3 separate regions of the Mus musculus genome follow, and regions 1 and 3 are each linked to region 2. Evidence: chromatin contacts called from public HiChIP or PLAC-seq data. All regions are on one chromosome and are shown on one strand. Each heading gives the region's core, a stretch centred on a gene start, on an enhancer-like site or on the middle of the called end of the contact. The rest is flanking DNA. Distances are from core to core; before and after follow the strand shown. Region 1 holds the start of 2610035F20Rik (RIKEN cDNA 2610035F20 gene). Region 2 overlaps Clybl (citrate lyase beta like). Region 3 overlaps Gm5089 (predicted gene 5089).

What was found. HiChIP or PLAC-seq counts read pairs in DNA pulled down with a chosen protein or histone mark.
Region 1: a contact with region 2 is called in an H3K27ac HiChIP or PLAC-seq map of epiblast stem cells. The contact joins the promoter of 2610035F20Rik here to the enhancer-like site in region 2. A contact is called at or near these places in 22 of 39 promoter capture datasets (the 3T3-L1 cell line, the HPC-7 cell line, HPC-7-derived erythroid cells and 11 more), 19 of 484 Hi-C or Micro-C datasets (cranial neural crest, differentiating embryonic stem cells, embryonic stem cells and 3 more), 27 of 115 datasets of contacts at active chromatin or transcription factors (craniofacial prominence, embryonic basal ganglia, embryonic brain and 11 more) and 2 of 9 other capture datasets (adipose tissue and liver).
Region 3: a contact with region 2 is called in an H3K27ac HiChIP or PLAC-seq map of embryonic stem cells, with 17 read pairs. The contact joins two enhancer-like sites. A contact is called at or near these places in 3 of 484 Hi-C or Micro-C datasets (embryonic stem cells and nephron progenitors), 13 of 115 datasets of contacts at active chromatin or transcription factors (craniofacial prominence, embryonic basal ganglia, embryonic forebrain and 7 more) and 3 of 9 other capture datasets (adipose tissue, liver and pancreatic islet).

Annotation. Positions count from the first base shown.
Region 1 is chr14:122,473,572-122,476,593 of GRCm38.p6, forward strand. 2610035F20Rik (RIKEN cDNA 2610035F20 gene) reads right to left here and starts at 1,628. Exons shown (of 5, transcript NR_045046.1): 1 at 1,332-1,628; 2 at 877-1,031. Zic2 (zinc finger protein of the cerebellum 2) reads left to right here and starts at 1,813. Exons shown (of 3, transcript NM_009574.3): 1 at 1,813-3,022. The coding sequence starts at 2,105.
Region 2 is chr14:122,254,368-122,257,386 of GRCm38.p6, forward strand. All of the region lies in intron 1 of Clybl (citrate lyase beta like), which reads left to right. Among named protein-coding and RNA genes, the nearest start is that of 1700108J01Rik, 22 kb to the left of the region's middle. Within about 2 kb of position 1,299, at least 28 of the 459 cell types and tissues checked have an H3K27ac peak or open chromatin away from gene starts, as enhancers often do. A contact at or near this core is called in differentiating embryonic stem cells, embryonic forebrain, embryonic limb bud and 5 more, where this site is marked.
Region 3 is chr14:122,433,019-122,435,750 of GRCm38.p6, forward strand. The region is part of intron 1 of Gm5089 (predicted gene 5089); the gene reads right to left. Among named protein-coding and RNA genes, the nearest start is that of Gm5089, 17 kb to the right of the region's middle. Within about 2 kb of position 1,458, at least 13 of the 459 cell types and tissues checked have an H3K27ac peak or open chromatin away from gene starts, as enhancers often do. A contact at or near this core is called in embryonic stem cells, where this site is marked.

The sequences.
Region 1 (3,022 bases), core at 378-2,877, 220 kb after region 2:
CCTAGTTTACTCCTGTAATCTGAGCTGAACATGAGCGGCCAGGGCGGGGGGTGGGGAGGTGGGGATGGGGTGGGGGCAGGGGTGAGCTAAGTGCGCCCAGGGGCAGGTGGGGACCACCGCCTGGGATGGGGGCGGTGTATAGACGAATGTCCAGGGAGTGGAAAGAAGGGATAAGTTTGACTATCTGTGTCCACCATCCTTCATCCACGCTTTAACGCCTCAAAGCAAATTGGTCAAGGTGAGAATGGAGAAAGTAGAGTGCCTGTCCAGACTGGGAAAGACCTGTCCTTGTCAGGAAAAGTCTCTTCGCTCCCTCAGGGTCTCGGGCTTGGTGACTCTATAGCTAAGGGTGCTTTGGACTAGAGTTCCCGGATTTTTCGGTGTACTTTGGTAGTGGATGCAATCTCTGGGGAGTTGGTGGCCTCTGACAAAGTATACGGGAGCAGGATCGGGCGGAAGGGGACAAGACCCATAGACCTGGCACCGCGTTAGGCTCGCAGCTGAACTCTTGAATTAGCCGGCTGGTGACGGGAGCCACAGAGCCAGACGCGCGAACGAAACCCTGCATGCTGGCAGGCCCAGTCTATGGGTGCGTTGGGCCGCTGCTGCAGCTGCACAACCCAAGCGGGGCTCAGGGAAGGTGGGGCGGGCTGGGCGAAGGATTGACGAGGCCGTGATGGCCAATAGCGGTTTCTGGAGGGCGGGATGGGCGGGAGTCCCCGTTAAAGGGGCGGTGTGACCAGGAGGCCGAGCCTTGGATAAGGAGGGAGGGATACCCGGGCGGGAGACCCGGCGGGTACGCGGGGGAGGGGAGAGGAAAAGGAGGGGACAAAAAATAAAAAAATAAAAGGCTGCTGCTGCGGCCTCAGCGCCCACCGAAATAAACAGAGGCGGTGGCGAAGGCTGCCCACTGCAGCCGCGAGAGAGGAAGAACTCGTGTTGGCCTCCTAGCATTTGCTTGTGCCGAGGACTTCGCTCTGTCCTCGCTGATGCGAGCACTCATTCCCGGACTAGCGCCCAGAACAGATCGGCTGGAGGAAGGGGGAGAACCAGAGAACACTTTTTTATTGTTGTTATTGTTTTTCAGACTAGCCTCACCCTGCTCCCCTCCCCCTCCTCGCCTTCTCCCCTCCCACAGTCCCCCCCTCCCCTGCTCCTCCCCCTCCCTCCTCCTCCAGCCCAACTTAAAGAAAGAGGGGACGACGCGCCCGTTTCCTTCATCTAGGGGAATTCGTGACCGCTGCAAGTTTACTACTCCGGGCGTCGCCAATGCCAAGCTCGGAGGGCCAAGAGGGCTAAACCCCCGCAGCAACCGCGAAGCCGAACAATACCGGCAGCGCTCTGGGCGGCGTGAGCAAGGCCTCGGGGGAGGGAGCGGCCACCCGAGAGCGCCGTGGACTCGACGCCTAGCCTCCTCCTCCCGGCTGCCCAGCGCCCCTGCGGAGATCAGGTGGAGCGGCGGGTGCGCCAGGCTCTGGGGCTGGCGGAGCTTGTTGCTGTCCGCTCCCTGCCAGCTTGTGTGCGCACAGCCACTGCCCTAGGGCACTGTGGCCCCGCAGCCGCGTTGACTTCATTCGGCGGATGCCGCTGATCTCAGCCAGGCTCCTGGTCCGCCGGCAGTACAAGGCAGCTAGCGAGTGAGTGCGTGCGTGCGTGCGCGCGCGGGGGCGCGCAGGGGTGGGGGCCGCGGCGCTGAGCTCGCCCTCCGGCGGCCCCCCTCTCCTCCGCTCCCCACACCTCCCTCCGCTCCCTCCTCCCGCCCGCCCTCCCCTGCCCTGCCCGCCCGCCCCCGCCGCAGCTCCTTTAATACACTTTGGTTCTCCGCCTGGCTTTGGACTCTTCTCCTCCTCCACCTCCTCCTCCCGCGCCTCCTCCGCCGCCGCCTCCTCTTCCTCTCCGCGCCTTCGCTCGGTGCCCGGCCGCCTGAGGCAGATACAGGCGGCGGCGGCGGGCGCACCAGCCCGGCTCCCGAGACTGCAGTCGCCAGTATTTCCACCGCCGGTTCACGGAGCCGGGCGTCCAGAGGACGCGCCTCGCCGATCCGAAGAGGAAATCCAGGCGGCGGGGTTCACCGGCGCCGGCGGGGCGGCCGGGCGCGCTGGCCATGCTTCTGGACGCGGGGCCGCAGTTCCCGGCCATCGGGGTGGGCAGCTTCGCGCGCCACCACCACCACTCGGCCGCGGCAGCGGCGGCTGCGGCGGCCGAGATGCAGGACCGCGAGCTGAGCCTGGCGGCAGCTCAGAACGGCTTCGTGGACTCGGCCGCGGCGCACATGGGCGCCTTCAAGCTCAACCCCGGGGCACACGAACTGTCTCCTGGTCAGAGTTCGGCGTTCACGTCGCAAGGTCCGGGTGCTTACCCGGGTTCGGCTGCTGCAGCCGCTGCGGCCGCGGCTCTAGGGCCCCACGCCGCACACGTTGGCTCCTATTCGGGGCCTCCCTTTAATTCCACCCGGGACTTCCTGTTCCGCAGCCGGGGCTTCGGGGACTCGGCGCCGGGAGGCGGGCAGCACGGGCTCTTCGGACCCGGCGCCGGCGGCCTTCACCACGCGCACTCGGACGCGCAGGGCCACCTTCTTTTCCCTGGCCTCCCGGAGCAGCACGGGCCGCACGCCTCGCAGAACGTGCTCAATGGGCAAATGCGCCTAGGGCTGCCGGGCGAGGTGTTCGGGCGCTCGGAGCAATACCGCCAAGTGGCCAGCCCGCGGACCGACCCCTACTCGGCGGCGCAGCTCCACAACCAGTACGGCCCTATGAATATGAACATGGGGATGAACATGGCAGCGGCCGCAGCCCACCACCACCATCACCACCACCACCCTGGTGCCTTTTTCCGCTACATGCGGCAGCAGTGCATCAAGCAAGAGCTCATCTGCAAGTGGATCGACCCGGAGCAGCTAAGCAATCCCAAGAAAAGCTGCAACAAAACTTTCAGCACCATGCACGAGCTGGTGACCCACGTCTCTGTGGAGCACGTCGGCGGCCCGGAACAGAGCAACCACGTCTGCTTCTGGGAGGAGTGT
Region 2 (3,019 bases), core at 49-2,548:
GCTTAGGAAGTTCTGTCTCGGGTTTCTCCTCATCAGTTGCCAGAGAGGGGTTTAGGGTAAGGGTGTATTTTGTTTTATGTTAAACAAGCAAACAAAAACTTAAAAGAGGGCTGGTGAGATGGCTCAGTGGGTAAGAGCACCCGACTGCTCTTCCGAAGGTCCAGAGTTCAAATCCCAGCAACCACATGGTGGCTCACAACCATCCATAATGAGATCTGATGCCCTCTTCTGGTGTCTGAAGACAGCTACAGTGTACTTACATATAATCAATAAATAAATTATTAAAAAAAAAAACTTAAAAGAAACACACACAGAGACAAACATCTGTACGTATATTAAAATTAAAAAGACATGTGATTGGGGCTAGAGAGATGGCTTAGAAAAAGCACTGGCTGCTTTTCTGAGTTCAATTCCCAGCAACCACAGGGTGGCTCACAACCGCCTCTAACAGGATCTGATGCCCTCTTCTGTCTGGCACGGAGGAGTACATGCAGACAGAGCACTCATATATATAAAATAAATAAGTAGAAGAATCGCCAGGTGATTAAACTTTTTAAACTTATTTTAAAGCTGGGTGATGGTGGCATACACTTTTAATTCTAGCCCTTGGGAGGCAGAGGCAGGAGAATCTCTATGAGTCCGAGGCCAGCCTGGTCTATAGAGTCAGTTCCAGGGCAGCCAGGGCTGTCTCAGAAAACCAAACCGAACCAAAAAGTAATTTCAATTGGTTTGTGTATTATAATCTCAAAAATAAAAAGCAAAATACAACTTTTATTTATGTATGGGTGTTTTGCCTGCACAAAGTTCTATACATCTCTTGCATACCTAGTGCCAGGGAGGACAGAAGTGGGCATCGGGTCCCCTAAAACTGAAGTTAAAGATGGCCATGAGCCGCCACATGTGTTCTGGGAACAGAATCTGGGTCCTCTGTGTGGCTAACCGCTGAACCATCTGGCCTTTGGGAGAAGTTTTAAAAACACAGATAAACATTCCATAGAACCATTTTTTTTTTTTCTCACCCACATAACATTAGTTGAGGATGAACTCCTGCCAATTTGACTCCCCCAGCTAGGATGACAGAGGCGACCTGGGTAAAGGTACAAACAGGAACCAAGCCCTTGTTCCGTAAAAGCTTAGTGGCCTCAGTAACGAGGGGGCTCAGAAGAGTTCTTTTGAACAGTAACCCCTTAACTCGCCAGCCCTAATAGCTCCAAAGGGTCACTCGTAGAGAGCCCAGGGCTACACCTGCCTTGCATAGATTAGGGCCCGGCTGCAGCTGTCGACATTTGCAAGACTAAGGTGTAGCTGAAGAGGCTGTGGTGCTCAGCGGGGCGCCAGCCTCCTCCAGTTCCTGAGACTGGCATCTAGGATTAAGAGGGCCTTTGCAAGCCAGGCGCAGAAATTGCAAGATGAGGCAGGTAACGATTTCCTGAGTTTTATGTGTTAGACCTTTGGAGGAAAGCGGGAACCTTCCACGGGTCTGCCCTGAATTAGCCGCTCTTTTTTATAATCAGCTCTATGGTGGAGCAGCTGCCAGACTGGCCAACACATCCGTGGGCCAAGACAACAAACAAGGGAGCTTGAGAATATATGGGATGGTCCCTGACAAAGACAAAGGGGGAATGACTTTTTGAAACCCGTAGTTAAGTCGGCATCAGTCTGTGGGTCGGACACGCTTCTTCCTGTAATGTGCGTTCACTTCGTGGAGAATAACAATTAGGATAATTCTTGTGTGTTCTCTACAGGAAGTAGTATACTGCTTGTGAATGGCGGTCTGAATGAGGGGACCATTAAAGGGGTTTTAATAGACTTTTCAGCCGAAAGACATAAGGGACTCTAGTTCTCTTGCCTTAATTGAGAAATACGTTTGCCCGTGTGAGGAGGCTTAATCAAGTTTTCATTCCGTACCTGGTCAGGCTGAAAGTGCTCTTGAATCACTTGGATAAAATGTGTGGTAAAGACTCGTTAGGTCTCTGGGAACGCGAATGTGTGTTTCTCATCTCTCCTGCGGGCACTGAGGATCCCATACCTGGTTTACTGTGTTGGGTTGAATGCGTCTGTTCTCATTTCTAATGAACTTTACCACCAGACTGCTTGATCATGACTAAGCCCAGGAACAATGCAAATGGAATTGCCCCCTGATGGGGAGGAATGGGCCCAGATGGCCCTTAAAAGGTGATAATTAGGAAATATAGCATATCTGAGTAGCTAGAAGGAGAGAAGCTTGTTAAAGACAGTCAATCTGTTTGAAGCGATGGTCGCTCCCTTAATTATATGCATTTTCATTTAGAGTTGCTTTAAAGTAAAATTTTCCCAGGAAAAAATGATCAGTTCCTAGAACCTAGGAACTATGCCTTATACTGTTTCGTATGGTTTTTGACTAATTATTTTTCTTCTTCTTTTTTTTTTTTTTTTTTTTTTTTGTGGTCGTTTCCCAGATCCATGTAACAGACTTGCTGTGTGCTTCAAGAAGCTGTTTAGGTTATTTTAACTCTTATGCTGAAGCAGTAGGGGACTGATTAAACGTGAGAAAAATATTGGTATATATTTGTAAACTGAATTTTTAAAATCAAGATAGTCACAGGGTATTACAGTCTGTGATTTCATATACTTTGTAAGCTTGCCTTAAATGTATTGCCTTCTTGGCAGCGGAACACACTGACACTTTTCAAATATGTCATTAAAATAATTTTGCATATGACAAGTTGGACTTGGTGGATTATATTTTTATCTGTATTAGCATATTTGCATTTGCTAATGACACCACTTCCTTGGCTTTTCTTTAGATTCTTCTTCTTCTTCTTCTTTTTTTTTTCCTCCCAGTATACAAACTTGGCGTCGCTTTAAGAAAAGCAAGTGAACCGGGAAAGATACAGTATTGGCTGAAGAGGGAGGGAGGACGCCCACCCTGCCTCAGCCAGGCCTGTGAGGTGGTACAAGCCACCCTTCCGCTCTTTCTTCGGATGGAAAGTTTACAGTTTGTAGAGTCGGGAAGGGAAAGGACATGGAAGGGTGACGT
Region 3 (2,732 bases), core at 208-2,707, 180 kb after region 2:
TGTCTCATAAAACAAAGGAGAAAAGGACCAAAATGTGTGGAACCTACGCTAACTACTTAGAAGAGATTCCTTTTGTCTTAGAAGGCAAACAATACAGACTCAGGTGCCTGGTGGTTGTTAGAAAATTTCCACCAGAGGCCAGAGGGTCACTCTACATAGCTGCACAACTTCCTCTGCATGTATATATAACTTCGATGCATGGTAATTAAAGAAACTGACTTTCCCTTTGCCAAAATGCACTCTGCTTCCCTGGACTACCCGGTCAGATTGTGAGGCACCATAGGAGGAAATGAGCCTGAAACATGCTACTCCCCCTTGCTCTTCTTTCTGTCACAAACCTTTAAACTTATTTTTATATTTCTTATTATAATATATATCATAATGTAACATATAATATACAATATATAATATATATTATATGTATTGTGTATATGTGCCATGATGTGAATGTGAAGGTCAGACAATAACTTTTGGGAATCAGCTCTCCCCTTCCACCATGTGCATCATAGGGACTGAACTCAGGTCACCAGCCTTGACAGCAAGCCCCCTCACTTACTGAGCCATTTTGCTGACCCTAATTATTTCCTGTGTATTATTATGGTTTGTATTTTGAATGTTCTCCCAGAGACTCATGTGTTTGAACATGTACTGGCAATGTCTTAGGAATACTCTGGAAGTGGGGAAGCCGGAGAACGTAGGCCATGAGAGGCAGGCCTCTGAAGCCTGATGATCAGAGTTGGATCCCTGAAACTCACATACAAGTGGAGGGAGAGAACTGAATACACAGTTGTCCCGTATCCATGTTCGTGTTGCGACCTGCACACAGCGACCCCCCACCTCCTACCTCCACCTCATTATGCACATACAGAGTAACAGAAATTTTTTTTTGTTTGTTTGTTTGTTTTTCGTGACAGGATTTCTCTGTATAGCCCTGGCTGTCCTGGAACTCATTTTGTAGACCAGGCTAGCCTCGAACTCAGAAATCCGCCTGCTTCTGCCTCCTGAGTTCTGGGATTAAAGGTGTGCGCCGGGTAACAGAAATTATTATTTTTAACTAAAGAAGCATAACAAAACACACTAAGGTTTAGCATATAAATAATCTTCAATGGCTAAGCTTTCTTATTCAATTCTCAGCTCAGCACAGCCATCACCACCTTTGTTTGGCTCCTCCTTTTACGTGCTCAGCCATCATTACAAGGGTGACTTCCACCTCATAGATGACTGAGCACTTTTTACAAGGGAACAACCAGGCTAAGCTATCTGTCAGGTGGTAGCAAAAGGCAGTGGTTCAGGCTCACCGAGGACTTGTTTCTACCAGTAGATGCCTGGAGAAATGTGCACACCGCTGGGTTTCCAGAAATACAGAGAAAGGATCCGGAAAAGAACCTTTCCCTCGGGCTGGCCGTGCCGCCCCGTGCACATAGGCCTCTTTTATGGAGCTGAGGGCGGTGACGAACAGTCCAGCGAACCAGCTTTCCTGGACCCAGTTATCCCCTCTTCTCTCCACTGCCCATGGTGGTTTATTCCTGTTCGATAGCTAACCCCTTCCCTTCCACCTTCGATGCCCAGTGTAGTTTGTGGTGGGATCTCTGAGGCGCACAAAGTACACTGACTGCGGGGCAGAACCTCGGGACCCAGCTCTAGTCAACAAGAGAACTACCTGGGCGAGGCTGCATTTTTGTGCTTTTTAGAGGATTGACTACAGTTAGCTCACTTCCTCCAAGACCTCTCACACCTCTGCCTCCTTCCCCCTCCTTTAAAGGAAAAATGCCTTTTCACCTTGCCTCCACATCCTACGTGCTGAGGTCACACTTGTGTGGCACCACACCCAGCTTCCAGCTTTCTTATTTTTTATTTATTTAATTCATTTTTTAAATTTAATAATCCAGATTCTTGGCAATCTGACACATTGTGTCCTTACTGCTATTTGCCTACAGGAGATGTGATTATGTAACTGGATTGTACATTATCCAAACAGTACCTTACTGACATATGTTTGAGTTATTTCCAGATTTTAATTACCATAAATCATGCCATGGTGTTGGGAATCAAACCCTAAATCCCTGGCACCCTACCCCCAGCCCTTTCCATTCCTTTTATTCCTGACTTCTCAGAGAATCTGATTTGGGAAGATATAGCAACCTTCTCAGATTAAAAAAAAAAAAAATCTACATTCAGGATGGCAGAACTTGAAACCCAAACAGATCCCTCAACCCTCTCTTGCCACCCATCTAGCGCCCCTTTCCATTGCCCACTATAGAGCTGCTTGCTGAGGGACAAACATAAACCCTATAATCAGGGTCACTCATGTGCACTACATGTGCAGTCAGAGTCACTCATGTGCATTTCATGTGCAGTCAGGATCACTCATGGTGCTACATGTGCAGTCAGGGTCACTCATGTACATTTCATGTGCAGTCAGGATCACTCATGGTGCTACATGTGCAGTCAGGGTCACTCATGTGCATTTCATGTGCAGTCAGGATCACTCATGGTGCTACATGTGCAGTCAGGGTCACTCATGTGCATTTCATGTGCAGTCAGGATCACTCATGGTGCTACATGTGCAGTCAGGGTCACTCATGTGCATTTCATGTATAGTCAGGGTCACTCATGTGCACTACATGTGTAGTCAGGGTCACTCATGTACATTTCATGTGCAGACAGGATCACTCATGTGCATTTCATATGCAGTCAGGGTCACTCATGTGCACTTCATATGCAGTCAGGAT